Linked DNA regions of Mus musculus: region 1 is linked to region 2. Evidence: chromatin contacts called from public promoter capture Hi-C data. All regions are on one chromosome and are shown on one strand. Each heading gives the region's core, a stretch centred on a gene start, on an enhancer-like site or on the middle of the called end of the contact. The rest is flanking DNA. Distances are from core to core; before and after follow the strand shown.

The links. Promoter capture Hi-C pulls out the DNA fragments that hold promoters and counts their contacts.
Region 1: a promoter capture Hi-C map of erythroid cells shows a contact between it and region 2, with 9 times the contacts expected there. The contact joins the promoter of Ptpn1 here to the promoter of Cse1l in region 2. A contact is called at or near these places in 1 of 39 promoter capture datasets (erythroid cells) and 1 of 115 datasets of contacts at active chromatin or transcription factors (pancreatic cancer cells).

What each region holds. Positions count from the first base shown.
Region 1 is chr2:167,928,053-167,933,916 of GRCm38.p6, forward strand. It overlaps Ptpn1 (protein tyrosine phosphatase, non-receptor type 1), which reads left to right and starts at 4,275. Exons shown (of 9, transcript NM_011201.3): 1 at 4,275-4,504. The coding sequence starts at 4,442.
Region 2 is chr2:166,904,465-166,910,455 of GRCm38.p6, forward strand. Cse1l (chromosome segregation 1-like (S. cerevisiae)) reads left to right here and starts at 1,632. Exons shown (of 25, transcript NM_023565.3): 1 at 1,632-1,713. It overlaps Gm31204 (a long non-coding RNA gene), which reads right to left and starts at 2,830. Exons shown (of 3, transcript XR_866966.3): 1 at 1,115-2,830.

The sequences.
Region 1 (5,864 bases), core at 3,025-5,524, 1.0 Mb after region 2:
TGGCCATAGACAGGTTTGGGGGTGGGGGTGCTTCCGGGCAGGGCTGGCTTTGTCCATAGGGCTTGGGGGTGGGGTGGGGACTGACACTTAGGTCATAGAAGTCCCTGTTCTCAGCAAATGTCAGGTGCTTGGAACATGGGGATGGTGAGGTTGTATCCTAGTAGAACAGGACTGCCAGGAGACAAGGCAGCAAGCGGGCACAGCAGAGGACAGAGGGCTTTCCCTCCCCAGGAGCCAGCAAGCAGGCACAGCAGAGGGCAAGGGGCTTTCCCTTCCCAGGCAGGTGACACTCAACACGTGACTTGAAGGGAGAGAAGATGCACAAGCAGAGGGCCCTGGTCAGGACTGGATGGCACAAAGATCCTATGGTAGAAGCCAGCCACTCATACTGGGGAGAGATAAAAAAAAAAAAATGGAGGGAAGCAGACAACAGAGAGAGGGAGGAGAGGCAGATGGGCCCGTCACCAGGGTCATCTGGGTATGGGAGCCAGGACTAGGAATGGATCTTTATTCTTTTTAAAAAGATACACATTTGTTTATTTATTTTAAGTGTGTTTTATGTGCAGGTGTGGCATGTGTGTGTATGTGTGTGAGTGTGCCTGTTTTGTGTGCTCCAATCTATTTTGGGTGCACACACACATGCACGTGTATGCGTGCGAGTGTGTGCACATGAGCATCTGTGTGTGGGCGTTAACACATGTGCCTGAAGAGGCACTGATCTCCCAGAATTGGATTTAGATGATAGTGAACCATTTTGTGAGTGCTGGGAACCAAACGGTAGCCCCCTGCAAGAGCTGTAAGTGCTCCTAACCGCAAAACCATCTCCAGCCCTGGACCAGGGTTGTTTTCTAAGCAGAATGAAAAGCCGGCGTTTTTCTCTGGAAGGCATCCCCATGTCTGGTGCTGATATACAGAGAGTGGATATGAGACACTGATACTCAGCCTCTCCTTCAGGGTCAGTACTTCTCATGGGGTTTCATTGTCTGCCACTTCAGTGGGTTACATGGGGGCCCCTAAGAAGTCACGTCACCAATGTGACCTCATTTGGGAAAAGAGTCTTTGTAAATGTCATTGACTTAGGGGCCTCAGGAGGAGATCTGGATCTACTGGACTGGCCACTTATGTCTGGGACACAATGACAAGTGTTCTTACAGAATAGGCGGTGGGTTTGTCAGACAGGAGGAACTAGAGAGGCCCTGTGAAAATAAGGCAGAATGATGAACTACAGCCAAGGAAAGACAGCCTGTCAGAGCTAGAAGAGGCAGAGAAGGGCCTTGTGCATCAATAGTACCACCATGCAGTCAACTCCGGGGCTTGTGAACAGTGACCAACCGGGCCTGGTGGCACAGGCCTGTCCTCACAGCTATTCAAGAGGCTGAGGCAGGAGGATCAAAAGTTTAAGGCCTGCGGAGGCACTTTAGTGAAACTGTCAAAGAAATAATAAAAAGAGAGACCAGGGTATGAAGCTCAGGGTTAGAGTGGCTGCCAAGCATTGTGGGGGGCCCTGGGCTCTGCCCTGAGTGTGACAAGAAAGAAAAAGACATGAGGGGATCCAGTCCGGGGGCGGGGGTGGGGGGTAGGGGCGCACCAGGCAAGCCTGAGTAACATTTGAGCTCAGGATGGGCACTTAGCTTGGTGTACTGGGACCCCACCTCCCAGAGTCGCTCACATAGGCAACTACTTCAATTAGGCAACTTCCAAGTGTGGAGTCCCCAAGTTTTCCCCGGAATGGTCAACTTTAATTTTCTTAGTATAACACTCTGTTTCTAAGGATGTTTATCAAACCAGCTGTCTTTATTCAGCAAGAATTAATGGGCTGGCTAGAGGGCTTCCTGGATGAAGCTGCTTGCTGCCAAGTCTAAAGACTTGAGTTTGAGTCCCTGGGTCTCACACAGCAGAAGGAGAAAACTGATCCTAGCAAGTTGTCCTCAGACCGCAAAACGTAACCTGTGGCGCACATATAACTAATTTTAATGGGGGGGGGGGGAATGAAATCTACCTGTTTGCTACTACTTGAAAAGTGACTGAGCCCCTTGATACAGTAAGCCCCTCCCACGAGGTAGGCAGTCTTATCTTTCTTTCACAGTGGAGAAACCCAAGGGATCCACCACAAGCACATCTACTCCAGGCTGCATCCAGTCAACTCCACTTGCTCAGGCCCAGAGATTTACTTATTATTATAAATAAGTACACTGTAGCTATCTTCAGACACACTAGAAGAGGACATCAGATCCCATTATAAATGGTTGTGAGCCACCATGTGGTTGCTGGGATTTGAACTCAGGACCTTCGGAAAAGCAGTGCTTGTAACTGCTGAGCCATCTCTCCAGCCCTGCATCATGGGTCTTAGACCCCAAGTCTAGAGCCCTCAGAAGCCTGGCTCCTATGCAAGATATCCTCCGACCTGGAACCCAGCCTCCCTTCCCATTTGCAAGACTGCTTTCTTTGTGGCTTTTTGAGACAGGGTTTCACTATGTACCAGGAATTTGCCGTGTAGACACAGTTAACCTCGAATTCTCCACAATCCTCCTGCCTCAGCTTCTCAAGGGCTAGGATTACAGACATGTTTAGCTGCTAACCCTGCTTGGCAATGCTGCCTTGGACAAGGGCTTTGTCTGTGTGCTTTGCTCTTGGCAGCTCTAAGATGGGAATCAAAATGCCTCTGTGAGGGGGGATTGTGGAGAGTAAATGAACATGGGCCCTTTTGCCTACCTCAGTACCCTTGGAGCAAACTGGAAGTCACTCTGTCACACCAGGAGCTGGCACTGGGCACAGGACACGGCTCCTACCTATGTCTCCCTTTCTATCCCAGAATGGAAGTTTACAACTCCATGTTCCAGTTACATTTCCCCAGGGAAGGCAATCCCATCCTTCACACATACTTCAAGGAACCCAAGCATCGGAACCAACATTCAGTGCTCACCCTGGGCAGTCTGAACAAACCACAGAATCTGCACCCAGATGACATCAGAGAGGAAGATTTTTTTTTTCTTTTAAACATGTTTTTAGATTTATTTGTATGATGGTTTTGTATGCATGTATGTACAGTAGTATGGTATCACATGTATACCCTGTGCCCTTGAAGGTCAGAAGACGGCCTGAAACTAGAGTTAGGATGGTTATGAGTCACCAACAAACCCCAAGGAAGATTTTTTCCCTTTTGGTTGTTTTTTTGTTTTGAGAAGGGGTCTCACTGTATAACTGGCTGTCCCGGAACGATGTAGACCAGGCTGGCCTGGAACTCAGAGACCCCTTGCTTCTACCTGGAGAGTTTAAAGGCAAGTGCCACCACATCTGGTCAGGATTTTCTTGATACTGGAGAAAGACAGAAAACTAGCACCACATGTCCCATCCGTTCATTCTGCCAGGGTAAAAACTCTTATGGACTTTCCCAAGTTTCATGAGAGCAGAGTGGCCAGCTGGGTGTTAGCACCTGTCCAAAACTCCGGAGACTGAGGCAGGCAGATCCAGAGCTGGAGGCTGGCCTGGGTTACGTAGTGAACTCCAGGCCAGCTCGGGCTATAGAGTGATTCGTTGTCTAAAACGAACACTCTGCTCGCTGGGATGTGGCCGGAGTAGGTCCTAGCATGCACGGAGCTCTGGTTTATCCCCCGCAATGCATGTCTGTGATTCCAAGACGTGGGAGATGGAGGCGAGAGGATCATCCTTCGCCTGACAGCAAATAAGAGGTTATCCTTGGCCTGACAGCAAGTGAGAGGCCAGCCTGGAATATCGTGACCCTGAGTTAAAAATAAAGAACGGAGCCCGAAGTGATGGCACACACCTTTAATCCCAGAACTCGGGAAAAAGGCAGCCGGATTTATGAGTTCGAGGCCAGTCTTGGTCTACAGAGTGAATGTGAGGACGTCCAGGGCTACGCACAGAAACCCTGTCTGGAAAAACCAAGACAAAAAGGAAAAAAAGAAAAAAGAAAAACAGACCGGGACAGGAAACGCCGCTCCCACTCAACCGCCCAGCTCGAGGCCACGCCCTCGCCGCCTGACTCAACCGGCGGGCTTGAGGCTCGAACTCAGGATACTCCCCGAGTCCCGCCTCGGCCCACGCGCCGTGGGCGCGCCGCCGGGGGTCGCTTGGGCAACGGGCGCGCGCCCTCCGGAGCGCGGAACCCGGGAAGCCGCACGCGGCGCGCGCAGCAAGTCTGCTCCTCGGGTTCGGGCCTCGTCCGCGATGCCCCGCCTACCGCTCCGCCCCCGCGGAAGTGCCGGCCGCCTTTTCGCTAGCTGACTGGTCCTCCCGTACAGAGGGCGGAGCTCGCGGTGAGGCGGGGGTGCGTACTTCCGGCTGCCGGCTTGACATGCAGAAGCCGCTGCTGGGGAGCTTGGGGCTGCGGTGGTGGCGGGTGACGGGCTTCGGGACGCGGAGCGACGCGGCCTAGCGCGGCGGACGGCCGTGGGAACTCGGGCAGCCGACCCGTCCCGCCATGGAGATGGAGAAGGAGTTCGAGGAGATCGACAAGGCTGGGAACTGGGCGGCTATTTACCAGGTGCGGAGCCGGGGGCCCCTAGGCCGCGCCGTCTCCCCGACCCTCCCGGCTCGGGGGACTCCTGTCGCGCATCCTCGTCGCCCTAGACCCCTCTTGGGGTTCGCGGCCCCTGCGACACCCCCACTCGCCTCTATCTCTCCGCGGTCCCTGTCATCTTCGAGCTCCCCCCGCAAACCCGACCCCAACATGGCCCAGCCACCCTTTGTCCCCACTGGTCCACACCCCTGCCGCTTCCTTGTCTGGACTGGACCACCTCAGGCCCTCTTCCTTTGTCTCCTGGGGAGGAGGGTGGGCTCGCCGACACCCCCGCCCCCTCACATTTCACTTCCTCGGGCCTCGGTGTGCGGTGGTGGAGGCCCGGGGATGACAGCCCCCTTACTCCTTCCTGTCCATTCATTTGTTAGACGTGAGCTGGAGGGTCTCTTCGGTGCTAGGCTTTGGAGCTGGTGTGTATTGAACGCCACCGTAGACCTAACCTATCCCCCCCCCCCCGAGAGGCTATAGTCACACAGACATTCAAATACTGATCATTGCATCTGGTGACAAGTGTTGAGAAGAGAAAGACCTGTTCTGGTGGAGGGTGACTGTACGCAAAGGGGCTGCCTTGTCTAGGGCATCACCGGCAGGGCTGCTAGCGGCTCGACAGGGAAGGAGACTTGCTCTTTGAATAGACCAAGGAGTGACAAGCCATGAGGTTAGGCGACTAACTAGGGGGACACAGAACCCATTCCTATAGCTGCCTGACCCTCTCCAAATGGCCTCTTTCTTTTGTCTTTTATCCTTTGACCGTGAGCTGAGATGGTTTCTGTTTTCTGTGATCCGGTCCACTTGAGGGGTTCTGGTGGTTCATTAAAAAAAAAAAAAGTATTATGAAAGTAGGGTTCTCCCCCCCACCCCCCGCCATGTATGAAACAGTGAATTGAAAATGCAAAGATGTCTTTGCAAGCAGCTAAGTCCTCTAAAGAAAACAAATCTTCCGATTAAATGTCAGTGCGGGGGTTGTGAGGATTAACCATACTCGCCAGGCATCTTAAATAAGCATGTGCAAAATAGATCCTGTTCCTCGGGTAAAGAGAGCAGGCGGTTTATTCTGCTTTCAGCTTCTAGGTTCAAAAGACAGCGGGTGAGACCCATCAGCTGGAAATTGAAATCTATTTTGAGCTTCACTTAGGAAAGTAGGCACCCTCAGGCTGTTGTTTGGTGTTCTTGACTGACAAAACCTTTTTTGGGGGGTTGCCTTGGTTTCCAGATTCTTTGACAGGGTTCTTTTTACTTGGGCCTCGGTGTGCTCGTCAGCTTTTTTGGGGGGCAGATATTTGTAGCTAGTGTAATCTGTGTCAGTCGAGCGATCAATTGTAAC
Region 2 (5,991 bases), core at 382-2,881:
CACAAGAAACTCACACGCCTTGCAGACAGCATGAGGAGGAGGGCTGAGGGTAGAAGCACTTGCTGCCAAGACTGAGGGCCAGGGTTCAATCCCTGGGACCCACAAGCTGGTGAGACCTGACCTCACACAGCTACCATGGCACCCACGCACCCCTCCTGTTACATAAATTAACTCAGGATGATAGAATGAAGTCAAGCCAACCAGGTAAGATACAGAAAACCCAGTTTAGGGCTGGCGAGATGGCTCAGTGGTTAAGAGCACCGGCTGCTCTTCTGAAGGTCCTGAGTTCAAATCCCAGCAACCACATGGTGGCTCACAACCATCCGTAATGAAATCTGATGCCCTCTTCTGGAGTGTCTGAAGACAGCTACAGTGTACTTACATATAACAAATAAATAAATCTTAAAAAAAAAAACAGTTTAATGAGAACCTTACATAAACAATGCATGCTTTTGAGGGTAAGCGTTCCCATGAAGTATCGATTATGAAAATGAGTGTTTGTGACCTGGAATTCATGGCAAGCTAGGCAGCCTGTCCTTTACTGGCTAAAACGCAAAGTGAGCCAGCTACTCCTGGACCCAGAGACAGGAAGGAACACATATCAGTGCAGTAAAGTGGGGTAAGCTTGTAGCAGAGAGGAACAGAGAAGGCAAGCTAAGCTGGCTTCTTCAGCCCGGTCTTACTACAGAACACTAGGCTTCAGTCTTGATCAAAAACCTGCTTCTAGACCTTCACCTTTCTTTGCTTGCGAGGCGTACAGTCACACAACTGTCTCCTGGCTTTTGAAAAGATAAGATTTCTCTTGTTCAAGGGTCAAATGAACATCCCAGTTACCTTTAAGTTGCCACCAACTACATCGTCGTCTGAAAAAAAAAATTTTTTTTTGAGAAAGGATCTCACTGTGTAGCTATGCCTGGCCTCTGTGTAGACCATGCTGGGCTTAAATAAATGGCGATTGTCTTGCTTCTGCCTCCCAAGTGCCAAGTGGTAACAAGCATGAGCCATCGCCTTCAGCTTCTGAAATCATGTGTGTGTGAGTGAATGAATGTGGGTGTCTTCATCCATTGCTCTCTTAGTTTTCAAGGCTGGATCTCTTATGGAAACAGAAGCTCACCAATTAGCTAGACAGGCCGGCCAGTAAGCCCCAGCGATCTTCCTGTGTCTGCCTCCCCAGGTACGGAATTGTAGTCAGGCTGGCTTTTATGTGGGTGCTGGGGATTCGAACTCCCGTCTTCTTCCTTGCGCAGCTATCACTTGCTTAACCAAGCGTGCTATCCCCTAGCTTGAAATTCTTACTCATTCGTTTATTCTATTTGTCCTAGAACAGACGCTCTGCTCTGTCCCTTCGCTCAGGCGTGAACGAGCACGTTCCATCCAACAGTTAGAAGCCACTAGGAGCCACTCGCAGAACCTGCTAGGGTCTGAGGAAAGAAACCCAAAACAGAAGCCTGCGTCAAAAGGCACGGTCTCTTGTGACGTCACCGCAGACCCGAGCAATGGTTCCGATTGGCCCTCGCAGCCGGGGTGGGGCCAAAGCATTCCTGGCTCCACCCCGCGTCCCGGTCTCACTCGCACATGCGCAGTGGCCGCCACCTTAGCCGCCGCGCCATTTTGCCAGGGTTTGAATGTGAGGCGGAGCAGCGGCTGGAGTGGGGTAGTGTCGGCTGCAGCTCTCGCTTGGGATTCCCTCCTCGGTCTCGGCGTCCCCACGAGGTGAGGCATGGAGCGAGCAGGGTGGCCGCGGGGACGCGGCTGAGGGAGGGGCCGATCGCTGGGAGGTGGATCTGGGCCTCAGCCCGAGGACGCGCGCCTGGTCTTCCCCGCACGCCGCCTCTGGGTCGGGCCTGACCGCTCCGGGAAGCTGGGGCAGCTTGGGGCTCGGCCTCACGCGAGCTTCTCGAGCTCCCGCCCCTTCCCTTCCAGCGTTGCTGGGATTGGTCGCGCCGCCGCGTAGGCGTCCGCGGATTGGTCAAGCCCGCGCGTCCGTTCTCGGCGCGCCGGGGCCCGCAGCGTGAGCGCTGTTCCGCGCCGAGGCCTGACCTGGCCGAGCCGGTCTGGGTCCCTGGTTCTAAAAGAGGCCGGAGATCGCCCACTCTGACTTCGCGGGGCTTTGGCCTCCGCCAGAGTGGACTTGGCCCTCGGGTTTCAGCTGGCTGTGACGTTCGTGTCCCTAGGACCTAAGGAACCTACAGGCGAATGGTGTTCCCCTGCCTGGGGCTCGCCGGCTTTCCAGTTAGATAATCTGTCCCCACGCACACTCCGTCTTTCCCTAGGAGTGTAATTCAGAGCTAGTCCTTGCCTCTCTACGAATTTCCTAGTTTTTAAATAATTAGGTGATGCTGGGCGTGGAAACCGTGCTCCCTCACGTGTTGAACAATCTCTTCCACTGAAATGGCATTTTTACCCTCTCCTCAAACTTACGATTCTTCACTTGCATATTCGGTTAAGTGGCTTGAAGGTTCCGCTGACTGCAGGCTGTGTTTCCCAGAGGGCTCGCCTGAACTGCTGACCATGGCCATTCGTCTCTCCATAAGCACTGTCGCCTCCATGACCGGCTCTTTTAAGTATTCATAGTCCCGTCCTGTATGCTAAGTCCCCAGCTTTCGTGATGTTAGAAGCAGCTGACCTCAGATCTTGGCGGGGCTGCCTCCCTCCCTGCCTTTCAAGTTCCCTTCTTAGGGAGGAGTTCTCAGTTCTCACTGCGATGGCCACATCACCCACGTTTATGTGTCCTGTAGCATTGACCTTATATGTAGTAACTACTGCTTGTTTCTCACGGTTCTCATCTGCTCTGAGTTATCTTTAAGGATAACTTTTTATTGCTGGGTCCCATGTATGAGAGCCACATGGTGAATGCTCTGTTATTTTATGAAGACATGGAAGGTATCTGTCTGTCTGTCTATCTATTTATTTTGGATAAAGGGTCTTTCATAGCCCAGGCTAGACTTAGAGCGTTATCTTTCTACAAGTGTAGGCTACCACACTCAACTCTTCTTCACTTTTCCATTTGTGCAAAGGAATTTTCTCCCCTCTGGCTGTTTGGTGTTCTAGTTGGGCTTTGGGAAGCCAGTCTCTAGACAGGAATTGGTTGAGAGAGCAGTGCTTTTAACTGTGGAATTGATTTATTGCCTTATTTGTTTAATATCTCATTCTATGAAACCCTGGGAATATAGTGAAGAATCACAAGTGGACAAGGTGTCTCTCTTTAGGGAGCTCACGTTCTAATTGGAGGAGTCCGTGAGTGAGTTCAGGTATTTCAGGTCGTGACAGAGGTGACAGGTGAAGAGGTGGCGTTTGAGCAGAGACTAACCAGGGAAAGGTGAGGTGAACAAGAAACAAAAACTCAAGGACAGAAACTCACTTGGAATTCGGGGCGTCTTAGGAAAATCCAAGTCAAGTGGTGGGAAGAAGAGCTGGTGCAGGACTTTGTGGCCGTGTAAGTTTGGGTTTGATACAGAGTGGAAGCAGAGAAATGATGTAGGGACTCAGGTTACTGCCCAGACTCCTGTTGTCTTGAAGTGTGCTTAGTAACTGTTCTTTTTTTTTTTTTTTTTTTTTTTTTTTTTTTTGTGGTGTATGGGGGATATAACTCCCCCCTTTTTTTTTTTTTTTTTTTTTTTTTTTGATTTATTTTATTATTATATGTAACTACACTGTAGCTGTCTTCAGACACACCAGAAGAGGGAGTCAGATCTTGTTACGGATGGTTGTGAGCCACCATGTGGTTGCTGGGATTTGAACTCTGGACCTTCGGAAGAACAGTCGGGTGCTCTTACCCACTGAGCCATCTCACCAGCCCCAGTAACTGTTCTTTTAAAAAAGCCAAGGGTAGGGTGAGCAAGATGGATGGATGGAAAGTAACCCTAAGTGACCCCTCCCTGGCCTGACAACTGGGTTCCCTGGGACCCCAGTGCTGGAAGGGGCGAGCTGACTCCTGCACGTTGTCTTCTGACTTTCACACATATGCTGTGGCACATGTGCATATAATAAATGCCTATAGTAAAATCTCGGGGAACAGGAGAGGTGGCTCGGTAGTCAAGAGCATGTATTGGTCTTGCAGAGGACCCAAGGGTGGTTTCCAGTACCTACAGGTGGGCCAGAATTGCCTATACCTCTAGCTCCAGAGAATCTGATGGCCCCTAGCTTCCATCGACTCTTAGGTATACATACAGGCAGAAACATATACAGATACACATAAATTTGTAAAAAACTTTTAAGGTGGGAACAGATGTTAAGTTAATCTCTTGATGTATTGTTAATTTTCATTTATTGAGTTCCTTTCCCTCTTCCCAGATGCAAGGAAGGCCTCAGAAATGCTTCTCTTAGTGAGGTTGACAAAAAGACAAGAGTCTTGGACATTTTATCATGGGCGTTTGTGAGATGTTTGGGGAAAAGTATTTGTTCCCAAAACCTTCATTTTCATCTGAGGGCCCATAGGAAGAGGCTAGGCTTTCCGCTACTCAGGACTTTGAAAAGGTGTTAATGTTCTATGTGTGAGTGTTCACCTATATGTCCTTTTTTTTTTTTTTTAAAGATTTGTTTATTTTATGTGTATATACAGCTATACAGATGGTTGTGAGCCTTCAGGTGGTTGCCGGGAATTGAACTCAGGACCTCTGGAAAAGCAGTTGGTGCTCGTAACCACTGAGCCATCTCTCCAGCCCAAGATTGTCCTCTTACAACAGTTCTAAGTCATCTGGGAAGAGGGAGTGTCTAGCAGGTTGCCTGTATGCAGTCTCTGGGATTAATTCTTTTCAGGGCAGGTGGTCCTGGGTGGTACAAGGAAGCAGGCTGAGCAGGCCAGTAAACAGCACTCCTCCCTGGCCTCTGCTTCACTTCTTTTTTGTTTTTTTATTTTTAAATATTTTTTTTCCTTTTTGATTTATTTATTTATTTATTATATGTAAGTACACTGTAGCTGTCCTCAGATATTCCAGAAGAGAGCATCAGATTTCATTACAGATGGTTGTGAACCACCATGTGGTTGCTGGGATTTGAACTCGGGACCTTCAGAAAAGCAGTTGGCACTCTTAACCACTGAGCCATCTCGCCAGCCCTCTGCTTCACTTCTTGCCTCTAGGTTCCTGCCTTGAGTTCCTGCCCTGCCTCCTCTTCGTAATGAACTACAGTGGTGATGAAATAAACCCTTACCTCCCCAAGTTGGTGTTTGAGCATGCAATATCTGCCACAGCAATAGAAAGCACACTAGAGCGAGCAGCAAATGCTCTTAACTATGGACCCTTCTCTCCATCCCCAAGCTTGGTTTTTGAGGGGCTGGTGAATGGTTCAGTAGTTACAGGACTGGATTCAATCCTCAGCGCTTATGTAAAAGTCAGGCAGGGACGTAAATGCCTGTAAGCCCAGCACTGTGAGTGGGAGACAGGTGATCCCAAGGTTGTGAGTCATAATGTGTGTCTCACATGAGGTCTGGCCACCCATCCTTAAGCTCAGACTTGCCTTGTGATAAGTCCTCTCAATAGCTAAGTGGAAAGGACTATGGTGAGGAGAACACAGATAGCAAAGTTCTTTTGAAGGTCATGGCTTTCGGCTATTGGGAAGCATCCTGCACAAGGCCAGCCTTAATCTTTTTCACTGAGTGTTTTTCTCAGTATGTATCAAGATGAAAATTTAGTTTATGTCTATAATCCATCACTTAGACAGGAGGGTTGTTATAAGTTCAAGGCTAGCTTGTGACACCTTGTCTTCAGTAAAACAAAACACTGGTGGAACATCTTTTTCATTTATTTTTTTTTCTTTTTTTTTTTTTTTTTTTTTTTTGAGACAGGGTTTCTCTGTGTAGCCCTGGCTGTCCTAGAACTAACCCTGTAGACCAGGCTGGCTTCGAACTCAGAAATCTGCCTGCCTCTGCCTCCCAAGTGCTGGGATTAAAGGCTGGGCCACCACTCCTGGCGATCTTTTTCATTCTTTAGAATCCTGTCTTACTCTCTTTGACTGCTGCTGCTTTTCCTGGCTTCTAGGATGCCCTCTTTT